Linked DNA regions of Gossypium hirsutum: all the other regions are linked to region 1. The links are chromatin contacts, called in public Hi-C maps. All regions are on one chromosome and are shown on one strand. Each heading gives the region's core, a stretch centred on a gene start, on an enhancer-like site or on the middle of the called end of the contact. The rest is flanking DNA. Distances are from core to core; before and after follow the strand shown.

Region 1 (3,297 bases), core at 588-3,087:
AATTTATAAAAGTTTGTAATATTTTATAAAGTTGTTTTCTCTCTGTCTAATCTAACTTGTTTGGTATTTAATACTTTTTTTATATCAATTTTTATTTTAAAACGTATTTAATAATTAAAATAAATTAAAATTAAAATTAAATATGAGTGAAGTTAGAATTTTAAAAGACTACTTCATAACATATTTTAATATTTTGATGCTGCTCAGTTCTACTTTTGACTTCGCCCTTGAATTATGGTATTATTACAAAAATTAAATTAATTATTAATAAATTTATTATTAAATAAGATTATAATTTGATAAAAATAAATAATTAAAATATTAATATAAAAAAGGCATTATTAAAATTTTGTATGTAAAAATAATAGTTAAAACATAATTAAAGCTATTTAAAATGAACAATAAACAATTACAACGAAAACATACATGTTAGAATAGACATCGATAATGACAATAGAATTATCGCAAAATAAGAAAAATAAAAACACACAGATTTTACGTGAAAACCCTTTCGGAAAAAATCATGTTTTGGGAAAAGTCACGGGTAGAGAATAAGAAATCCACTAATGTTTAAAAATCAATCATATATATAAGAGGAATTTTGACTACATCTATTTAAAGATTGAAAAAAAACTCTATTCTAATCAATGTCAAATAGAATGATACCTTCGGCCTCTCGCCCCGTCTCTTATTTTGTCACTGAATTTATTTCTTTAATAAGTGACGAGATTCGAGTAACACAAACTCTAACAATACATTATCATTTGGTTAATAAAATTATAATTTGACATAAGTTTAAAAATTTTCTAAATATCAAATAATAAAAAAATTTATTTAAAATTTAATTTAGCTTAATATTTGTAGTGGATATCTTCTATACTAGCTTTATTTTATTCTTTCGGTATTTTTAATGTTGGTTCAGTTTCGTAGTTATTCTTTTTAATAATATTAAATCTAAAAATTAAATTTAAAATTTGAGAGTACAATATTCATATTGATTCTATACTAACCTGAGAGAAATAATTGAATTCAGTCTTATACAAGAAAACAGCGGTAAGAAATTCAGACAATAAGGGGTAAATATGATATCACCCAACTCTCAAGTCTCAAGCCAAATCCAATCGCAAGTGTGTATAAATTGAACAGTAAAAAAGAAAACAAAGAAGGTGAAAAATAAAAGGGGGAAGGGAAATGAGCGTCAAAGATTGAGTCAAGATCCGGGCTCTGTAACTTAGTTAGCACGCGCGCTCCACTCTTTTTTTTTTTTTTTTTCGTCGTTTTCTTTCCGCTTCGGCTCTCGAGATTCTCTCTTTTCAATTCCTTTTTTTTCACTTTTTCGTGAGATTATCTCCGATATTTTTGAGATCGTCAACGCTTCTTGCTTTGATTAAAATAATCTCCCAAGGTATGGAACAACCAACAACTCGCATTCTAAGCCGGACATCTGTCAGCAAAACCACCTTGTCTGTCACGTGGCGCATACTCAAACGCTGAGTTTGAATGTTTTTGTTTTCACTAATTGAATTTTAATTTGAAGGTAGTTGAAGTCATTTCAGAATGATTAGTCTATTTGGGTATATATTTTTTAATCAGGTTGAAAAGAACCAGTAATGTGTGTCTAGCTGTAAAGTTTAATTTCATATTTGGGGTACTAAAACAAAATTTAATGATGATCAAGTTATAATGACTCAACCTACTATCATGTTGTAGTGGAACATAATATAGGAACTCCTATACAAAGGCTTTATCGCAAGCAATTCCCCGTTTCTTTTCGCTGATCATATATACATGTCTTAACCCAGTTATTACTCACAGAAAAAGGACAATCTCAACAAATATATTTTATTTGACACTGTCAAACAATCAAACACTGGTTTTTTTGTTTTTTGGTTGTAGACCCTTTAAACGCTAGAAAACAAACCCAGTTTTTACCTTTTTCTTTTTTTAATCTTTATCCCTGCTTAAACATGTTGTCGACAATGGAGAACGAGATATAGGCAGACACCTGATCCTCTCTTATATAACATGATAAAGTACTCAGTACAGCCTTAAAAACACCTGCAATTTGCAGCCATTTCTCTTTTTACGGTGTAAATCTTATTATTATTTTATGATAATTTATTTATCACTTGTTGCCTCGATATTGTAAACTCTCCAGATTTGAATCAGGAACTCTCCGCATTCCTTCGTTATATATTTCTTTCTTTTATTTTTTCTCCTCTTACCTATATTTGTAGGCCAGCTTGCCCTCCTTCAAAATCTCTACTTTTTGCAATATCTGCACTGCATTTTTTGTATTCTGGTGTAAAGTTGAAACCTCTTCAGCTCTTTCATGCCACTGTTGAAGTCCCTTTCTTGTTGAAAATTTTGGTTTGATGATGGGTCAGAAGCATTTGCAGGAGTTACTTGAGGAGGATCAAGAGCCGTTTCATCTCAACAAGTACATTGCTGATAGGCGTTGTCAGCTGAAGAAACCATCACCTCTGACTCATCTCCAACTCAAGAAACCCAAACCCATCTCTCAAACCTCAAAATTTCCTTCCAATTTCTGCAAAAACGCTTGCTTTTTCTCCTTCCATGACTCGCCAGACCCCAGGAAGTCTCCATTGTTGGGGTTTCCATCTCCTTGCAAAAGTCCCAATGCCATTTTCCTTCACATCCCAGCTAGAACAGCTGCTCTTCTACTGGAAGCCGCTCTCAGGATTCAAAAACATTCTTCGTCCAAAACCAAACACCACAACGGCGGCACTGGTTTTGGCTTCTTCGGTTCCATTCTGAAGAGGATAACTCACCGTAACAGAAACCGAAAGCGGGAGATAGCTAACGATGGAGCAAAAGTTTCAGTCAAGGACATTTTAAGGTGGGATCCAGCTGTGGCCAAAAACAATCCAAGTCAAAAGAAAATGTCCTCATCGACATCAATATCGGAAGACAAAAGTGGTTATGAAATGGGGTTTTCATGTTCTTACAATGGTAGGCCAAGCAGTGCTGTTTGGTCAGAGAGCAATGAGGAGAAATCCTTGGATACTTCTTGTAGCTGTAGCCAATCCGAGGATTTTGAAGAGATTTTCTTGTCCAAAGATGTTTTTGGAAATAGTTCAGCTTTTCCCTCTTGCGAGAGCCCTTTCCATTTTGTGCTTCAAAGAAGCCCTTCTTTCGGTCACCGGACACCCATCTTTTCTTCGCCGGCGACATCTCCAGGTCGCCACCAAAAACAGGTTAGTACATTTAATTGCACCATGAGTAATAATATGATTAATCCATAAAACTGCAAATCTGGGTGTGTTTAAAGCCTCT
Region 2 (3,297 bases), core at 342-2,841, 140 kb before region 1:
ATATGGAGCCACCTACATGTATAAGAAAGCAAAAATCAGGTCATATGCAATACAAATTTACCTATTAAGGCATCAATAAATGACAACAATAGCAGCTATGATGAGTTATGTGATGTAAATGCCACTGGAACTGGCCACTATTACAGTAGAATTTAACTTTAACAAAATCAGAAATAGGGAGCATCCAGAGGAGGGAGTCCCCATGAAGACAGCAGAACGAGAGAACAAAATAATGCTAAACTGCACGCTGAAATTATTTGATGGACTATTTTGCTTTTTCTAAGCAGAACTGATAATTAGAACAAAACAATTGTAAGTGATACGAATAAAATAATGCATATAGTGATCTAAAATGTAAAAATGCAAGATACATTCTGCTTAATACAACAACAAATTCCATTCGGACGCGATGCTTAAAGTGTTGATTGAATATTATGAATTTGCCCTCGCATTGCTGCAGGAGCAAATATTATACTAAAATGAGAGAAGAGTTCTTCAACAACTTGAAATAATTTACTTACATTTTTTTTAATGGCAATTACATAGTATTAAAAAATCACAAGACGACAACCCTATAAAAGAAAAACTTAGTAGTGTTTACCAAACAACTTCAAATAGATTTTTTTTGTTTATTTTTTCCCCCCACAAGCTTCATTTTAAGAAACTAACTATTTTTAAGAAAAGTTCAATCGAAGGAAAAGCTAAATGTCCATCACTGATGTAATCAGTTTAGGTTTCATAAAGTTATATATAATTGAAAATCATACCGCCTCCTTGGAAATAATTGCTAGCTCACCAGGATGCACTCCCTGCTTGGCAAACTCTCTCGCCGCATATCCCTATAAAGTCAGAAGAGAAGAGTTTTCAGGAAAAAGACGTAAAAAAATAAAATAAATCAGTCAAAAAAAAGTACAACATAAGCCTTTTAATAGTGTGAATGCTACATAAAATGAAAGAAGCTTTAACTTTCCACATTAAAGGGTTCAAAACTTCAAATCATTGCAAAATAAAATCTAGCCATCGTTCCGATACACACACGACGCTCCATACGATTAAAACAGCAAAAGATGCATTACATGATGTAAAAAGTCGTAACCATGTTTAAATGCCTCGGTATAAATCCATTCTCAAAAACCATAACAATGAAAATTCAATGACTAAACGAATAGCAACCGATCTAAAGCTTCAGATTTGCTTTCAATTCGTTTTCACTTTTTCTTTCACTTATCATCTTAGCAGGAAATACAGGAAAACTGGATCTGTATTATTATAAAATTAAGCGATAGATGATACACATTGAGGACAAGATTGTGAAAATAAAAAAGCAAAGGCATCGATAAACAAGAGAAAAAGTCAAACAAAATTCAAGAAAATAACAAAAAAAGAAAAGAAAAGAAAGGAGAATCAAAGAGCGAGAAGTGATCGACGGAACTTACAGCAGCTACACCACCGCCAAGGATCACGTACTTGAAACTCTTCTCCGCCATTGATGATCAAAGCTTAGCTTACTCTGCTCTTTCTTTTGCTCTTAACTTTTTGGTAATTAAACAAGTTTTTGTAAAGTAGGTTCGTGAAAGTGGGTTGGTCAGATTAATTTATAGGAAAGGGCTAGGCTGCCCTTCTCATTGGCTGATCTTTAGAAGTAAACGTGATTTAGCCACGTGGCATCAAGGCTGCCGTTCATCACTGCTGGCAATGCTTCTTCCACCACTAACCCCATTCTAATTCAATTTAAAGAATAAAAAAAATATTTTTAAATTAAAATTTAATTAAAATAATTTTTAATATTTTATTAACTTTTAAATAATAAAACAAGTATTTTTGGGCGATTTTACCCAAAAACGAGCTTAAACTTAGAAATATTTTAAAACAGAATTTAAACTCAATCCAATGGATGGGCATCTCTACACTAAGAATCCCTACTATTTTTTCCAAATTTTGAAAATTATGAATCTTAAATAAATGGTAAAAAAAAAAAACCTTAATTCTACAAAACTAGTAAATGTTTAAATTAAAGAAAGACATACGCATATAACAGTTTTATTTCTGAAGCTTAATTTTTTAATAGATAATGAAAACTTTAATGTATAAAGAAACTTCCATCATTATGAATTTTAAAATGAAAATGAAATTTATTTTTATGTATAAAGAAATACATCTTTAGAATTTTCTTCCAAAACACAAGTGTGAATGGTGAAATATGTACAGAATCTTGTCGTACTTCGTCTTCCTATGAACGTAGACTCCTTTTAAATTCATATTCATATCAAAAGAAATTTTAAATTTAATCCTATGTGTTTTCTTTTGCTTTCAGGATCTTTAATTGCAGGGAGTTGAAGTTGACGTCATTGATGATGTGGCAAGGGATCTTTTTATGTTCATACACGTCAACGTGCTCCAACAAAACAGCCCTCACGCGAGACATGGTCACATGGGCTTAAACCCAAAATTATTTTCCTACTTTGAGTTGGGTCCAAAGAGTATATTGTTTTCACGTCCCACAGACAGATTTGGGCCAGCCTTTGATAGGAATTTTTTCAGTTCAAGTTAGCATGCACGGGGTGAATCGAGGTAACTATGATAAATGCTCGCCCTTTTCCCATCCATCCAATATTTTAGATTATTATTTCACCCTCGGCACTGGATTTGCTGGTTGTTGTTTAGTCAGTCATGGCGGATTTTGACTCTCCGGTCACTCTCCTCCCTCCGAGGCGGCAGATGAAAAGTTAGGGTGGCTAGGGTTTCTGTGTGGGGGTATTGGGCTTTTGGGCTGATATGCTTGTATTATCAATATTATGTGAATGACATGTTTGATCCCTATCTAGAAAACTGATTATTATTTCCATTTTGCATAATTTATAGTATTCTTTCTTCTTCTTTTTTTTAGTATATATAAAAAAAGGTCAATTTTTTTATTAGACCTTGTACTTTGTGTAAATTGTGGATTTAGTATTTATAATTTAATTTGATCATTTTTAATCGAAATTTTAAATTTTAAATCTAGCCCAACGATAACAGTTAAATCTGTTTGGTTAAATTATGTCATTAGTCATATATTATGCGTAAAGTTATAGATTTAGACTACGTTTACCAATTGGATCATTCTTAGTGACTATATATATATATATTTTTTTTTTAATTTCAAAATTTGTCTTAATGCAAATAACAATCATTGAATCTATTAAATGATTTTTTTATGAGTAATATGTGAAAATAACAGACAGACATAATATTACACATATAATAATATGTTTGACACATCAAAATTTAAAAATAACAGAACTTAGCTTAATGAAT
Region 3 (3,297 bases), core at 331-2,830, 130 kb after region 1:
TTAATGATATTAAAGTTCTTTCAATTTGTTTTTTTAAGTAAATAAAAAACATTATTAATATACTAAATTGAAATCTCACCTAATTTATTTATTTTAATAAATTATAATAACTATTAGCTGTTGATAGTTACATACTTACATCTAGTGCTATACATTAATATACTTGATTGAAATCTTCATAGAATTAGTTTATTTAAATTGTAATAACTATTAGCTATGATTAGTTACACTTAATGCACATGTAAAAAAAGAAAAGAAAAGGATATATTCACACGTTTTTTAAACTTTATCAGTATAATTAATAAAATTAAAAATATTTGTTTGTCTTTCTAAATTATTATTTTTTATTTTATATAGCTTAAAAATTACCGATAAAATTAAATTATTGATGGAAATCTCATACTTTAAAGAAAATATTTTTGATCTTTATTTTTAAACTTTATATAATTTATAAAAGTTATCTTGAATTCAGTCTAAACAACCACATGTCCAGAATTCATTTCAGCTTAAACTTTTAAATGATTTTTTTGATAATTTTTATGTTTTTAAAATTTAATATTTTTTAAAATTTGAACAATGTTTAAAAATTTATAATTTTAATGGACAAATGATTGTTCAAGAACTTGGACAATCGTTCTTGGACATCCATTTGTCAAGTTTCATTTTGAATATAAAAATTTTAAATAATTTTAAATAAATTTTTTTCGACATAGACCATCATGTCCGCGTCATTAATGGCCACGTCAATGATGTAATGGTCAAAACGAAAAATATTGGTTAAGGAACTTAATTGATATGATTTGAGAGTTTAGGTATTTAATTAAGTGCGTTTTTTTGCGAATAAGCTTAATTGATTTTTTTACCAAAGTTTGAAAACTCTTAAGTTTTTTTTAAACAATATATATTTGTGTTATTCAATTTTTAAAAAATGAAAAATAAAAAATAAAAAATTTTAAAAAAAGAAAAAGAAAATATAAATATAAATAAAAAATATTTTTAGAAATTAAATGGAACCCAAATTTTCGAAGTATAAAATATTTTCTTTTCAAATCTTGTACTATTAAGGAAAAATATATATTCAAACTTTGGAGACGATATTGTTGGGAGCAACCATATATCCCCGAAAAAATTAATCTTCATTAGTCATAAAACACAAACATGAAAAATACCTCAATTATAATTATTTTTCATTCAATACGTTAATATTTGATATATTATTATCATATTGGACCATCGGAGAAATCACATAATATTTATGATAAAATATTTATTTCATATCAATGCCAAATTTGATTACTTAAATAACAAGTAGTATCGTACTGATAAAAAAAAAACTAACTCGCAAGTAAAGCACCATGCATAAATATATTTCAAAGACACAAACATACATGTTAATCTTTCAGATATTGAATAAAGAAAATCTGGAAAATACTTAAAAAGAAAAAAATGAAAACCTGGAAAATATTCCAGGCCTAAATGTTTAAGTATTTAACAGAACAAATGCCCTCTAAAGCTTGGATCAATAAGCCAGTGAAATACAGGCCGCTAAGTCCGATCAGGAGCCCAGCGCCAGCCGAGCATCACAGGGGCTGAAAAAACGAAGGGGCCTTCAAATTTAAGGAGGGAAAGGAGCCGAGAAAGAGAAAAAAGGCGGCAAATTCTCCAACACTACCCTGTCATCTTTCTCAAACTAAATCATCTGCTGCTTCATCATTTTCTTTCATTATCCTACAAATTCAAAAAGAGGTTCGTTTCTCGATCCAGATCGTCCATTTGAATGTTTATCTTTCGTTTAAAATTGTCTAGTGTTTAAATAAAGTCGAGCTTTTTATTCCTGATATTTTCATGTGCCCTTAGATCTGCTGTTTCGATTAAAGAAAAATGAAACGCGGTTCGCTTTTTTTTCTTTCCATTCAAACTGTTATCCGGTGCAGCTTTCCTGCGCTTTTATCTCATTTCTCCCCCAGGTTTGCTACTGTTTAATTTAGCTATTTTGGGGAAAGAAGCATTTAACAATTATGATGAATTTTTCGATCTTGTCTATATTTTTTTCTGTAAAGAGCTTAAAGCGTTGATTCGTTCAGTATTTCTTTCCACGATTCAATATTGAGACATATAATTCTATGCTATTCGGTTTCTTGAGATAGAACGCATAACTGCTTGGATTTTTGCCGAACTTGAGCAAGGTAATTGGTAACGTTGAAACTCTAGAATATGAATTGGCATTTGAGATCATTACGCAATTGGAGTGTAATCGTTTTTTTTTCTGAGTTCTATCCGACATTCAGTTATTTTGGCCAAACTTGTTATATGCTATTTTAGAAATGTTGTATGTGTTGAATTTAAACCTCAAGCCTGATAGATGCTACTTTATTAAAAATAGTTGTATGAACTAGAAGTTACTTTATCAAAAACAGTTAGACTAATTCAGTCGAATTTTTGAATACTGTACGCTGATATTTTTTTGATAAAGATAATAATATGAACTAATTGAGCTAAACTTAAAACCCTAAATTCTGATACGCAGTTTCCTAGATTCCTTAGTTGTTTGCCAATCCGTCTCAACTGTAATTTCTGGGTGACATTCCCATATTAACAAGTTCTCATAATTTTTTCTGAGTTTATACTTCATCACTGTCTTTCCCAGATCACAAACTGGACCACCTTTTCATTCTGAACATTCCCGTAAGCTTCACTCGTTTTTCCTTTAATTGTTTATCAATTGTTAAGGGATAAAAGCATTTATGTCCGTGTGCACATTTAGAGGCTTGACGATGGCCTTGGCCGTATATTATTTTCATTGTAGGAAAAGTTTGGTCAATTAGCATTAGGCAGCGTTTGTTGAAGCTGATCTCTGAAGAATTGCTCAAAGTTTGAGCATGAAACTAAGTAATTAGAACCTTCTTAAACAGTATTAGCACTACATGGCTTTGTGATTATGAGTTATACAAAGATTTTCACATTTTCCTACAAACCACGTCAGTATTGTAAAATGCAATTCCACTCTCGTTTATCGTACATTGTTATTTTGTCAACTTTTAGTTGTTTGGACCCTTATGAAAGTTCCATCATTTACTCATATTCTGCTGCACCCTTTCCTTTTCCTCTGGTCAACTTGCTGGCTGGGAAATGCAGTCTGGCCATTAGAGGACGGGGTGCTCGTGATTTCTGGTCAAATCCCCTCACACAAACAAATCCTGCAATTTGTTGTCAAACGGTAAGAAAATTCTTGAAATGACTATACATCCGCACATCATTTAGGTATTGGAATGACTAGGTACAACTACCAAAAATGAA

What was found. Hi-C and Micro-C count contacts between places; a contact is called where the count stands out from the background.
Region 2: a contact with region 1 is called in a Hi-C map of leaf, with 2.5 times the contacts expected there. The contact joins the promoter of LOC107889553 here to the promoter of LOC107889561 in region 1. A contact is called at or near these places in 7 of 34 Hi-C or Micro-C datasets (callus, hypocotyl, leaf and 1 more).
Region 3: a Hi-C map of leaf shows a contact between it and region 1, with 3 times the contacts expected there. The contact joins the enhancer-like site here to the promoter of LOC107889561 in region 1. A contact is called at or near these places in 2 of 34 Hi-C or Micro-C datasets (both in leaf).

The regions. Positions count from the first base shown.
Region 1 is chrA09:73,184,487-73,187,783 of Gossypium_hirsutum_v2.1, reverse strand. It overlaps LOC107889561, which reads left to right and starts at 1,837. Exons shown (of 3, transcript XM_016814033.2): 1 at 1,837-3,218. The coding sequence starts at 2,376.
Region 2 is chrA09:73,326,742-73,330,038 of Gossypium_hirsutum_v2.1, reverse strand. LOC107889553 (monodehydroascorbate reductase) reads right to left here and starts at 1,591. Exons shown (of 10, transcript XM_016814022.2): 1 at 1,437-1,591; 2 at 768-839; 3 at 1-12. The coding sequence starts at 1,487.
Region 3 is chrA09:73,050,979-73,054,275 of Gossypium_hirsutum_v2.1, reverse strand. LOC107889568 (protein ROS1A) reads right to left here. Exons shown (of 21, transcript XM_016814044.2): 21 at 2,856-3,197. The coding sequence ends at 3,073. Among protein-coding and RNA genes, the nearest start is that of LOC107889567, 9.0 kb to the left of the region's middle. Within about 2 kb of position 1,580, at least 3 of the 9 cell types and tissues checked have an H3K27ac peak or open chromatin away from gene starts, as enhancers often do. A contact at or near this core is called in leaf, where this site is marked.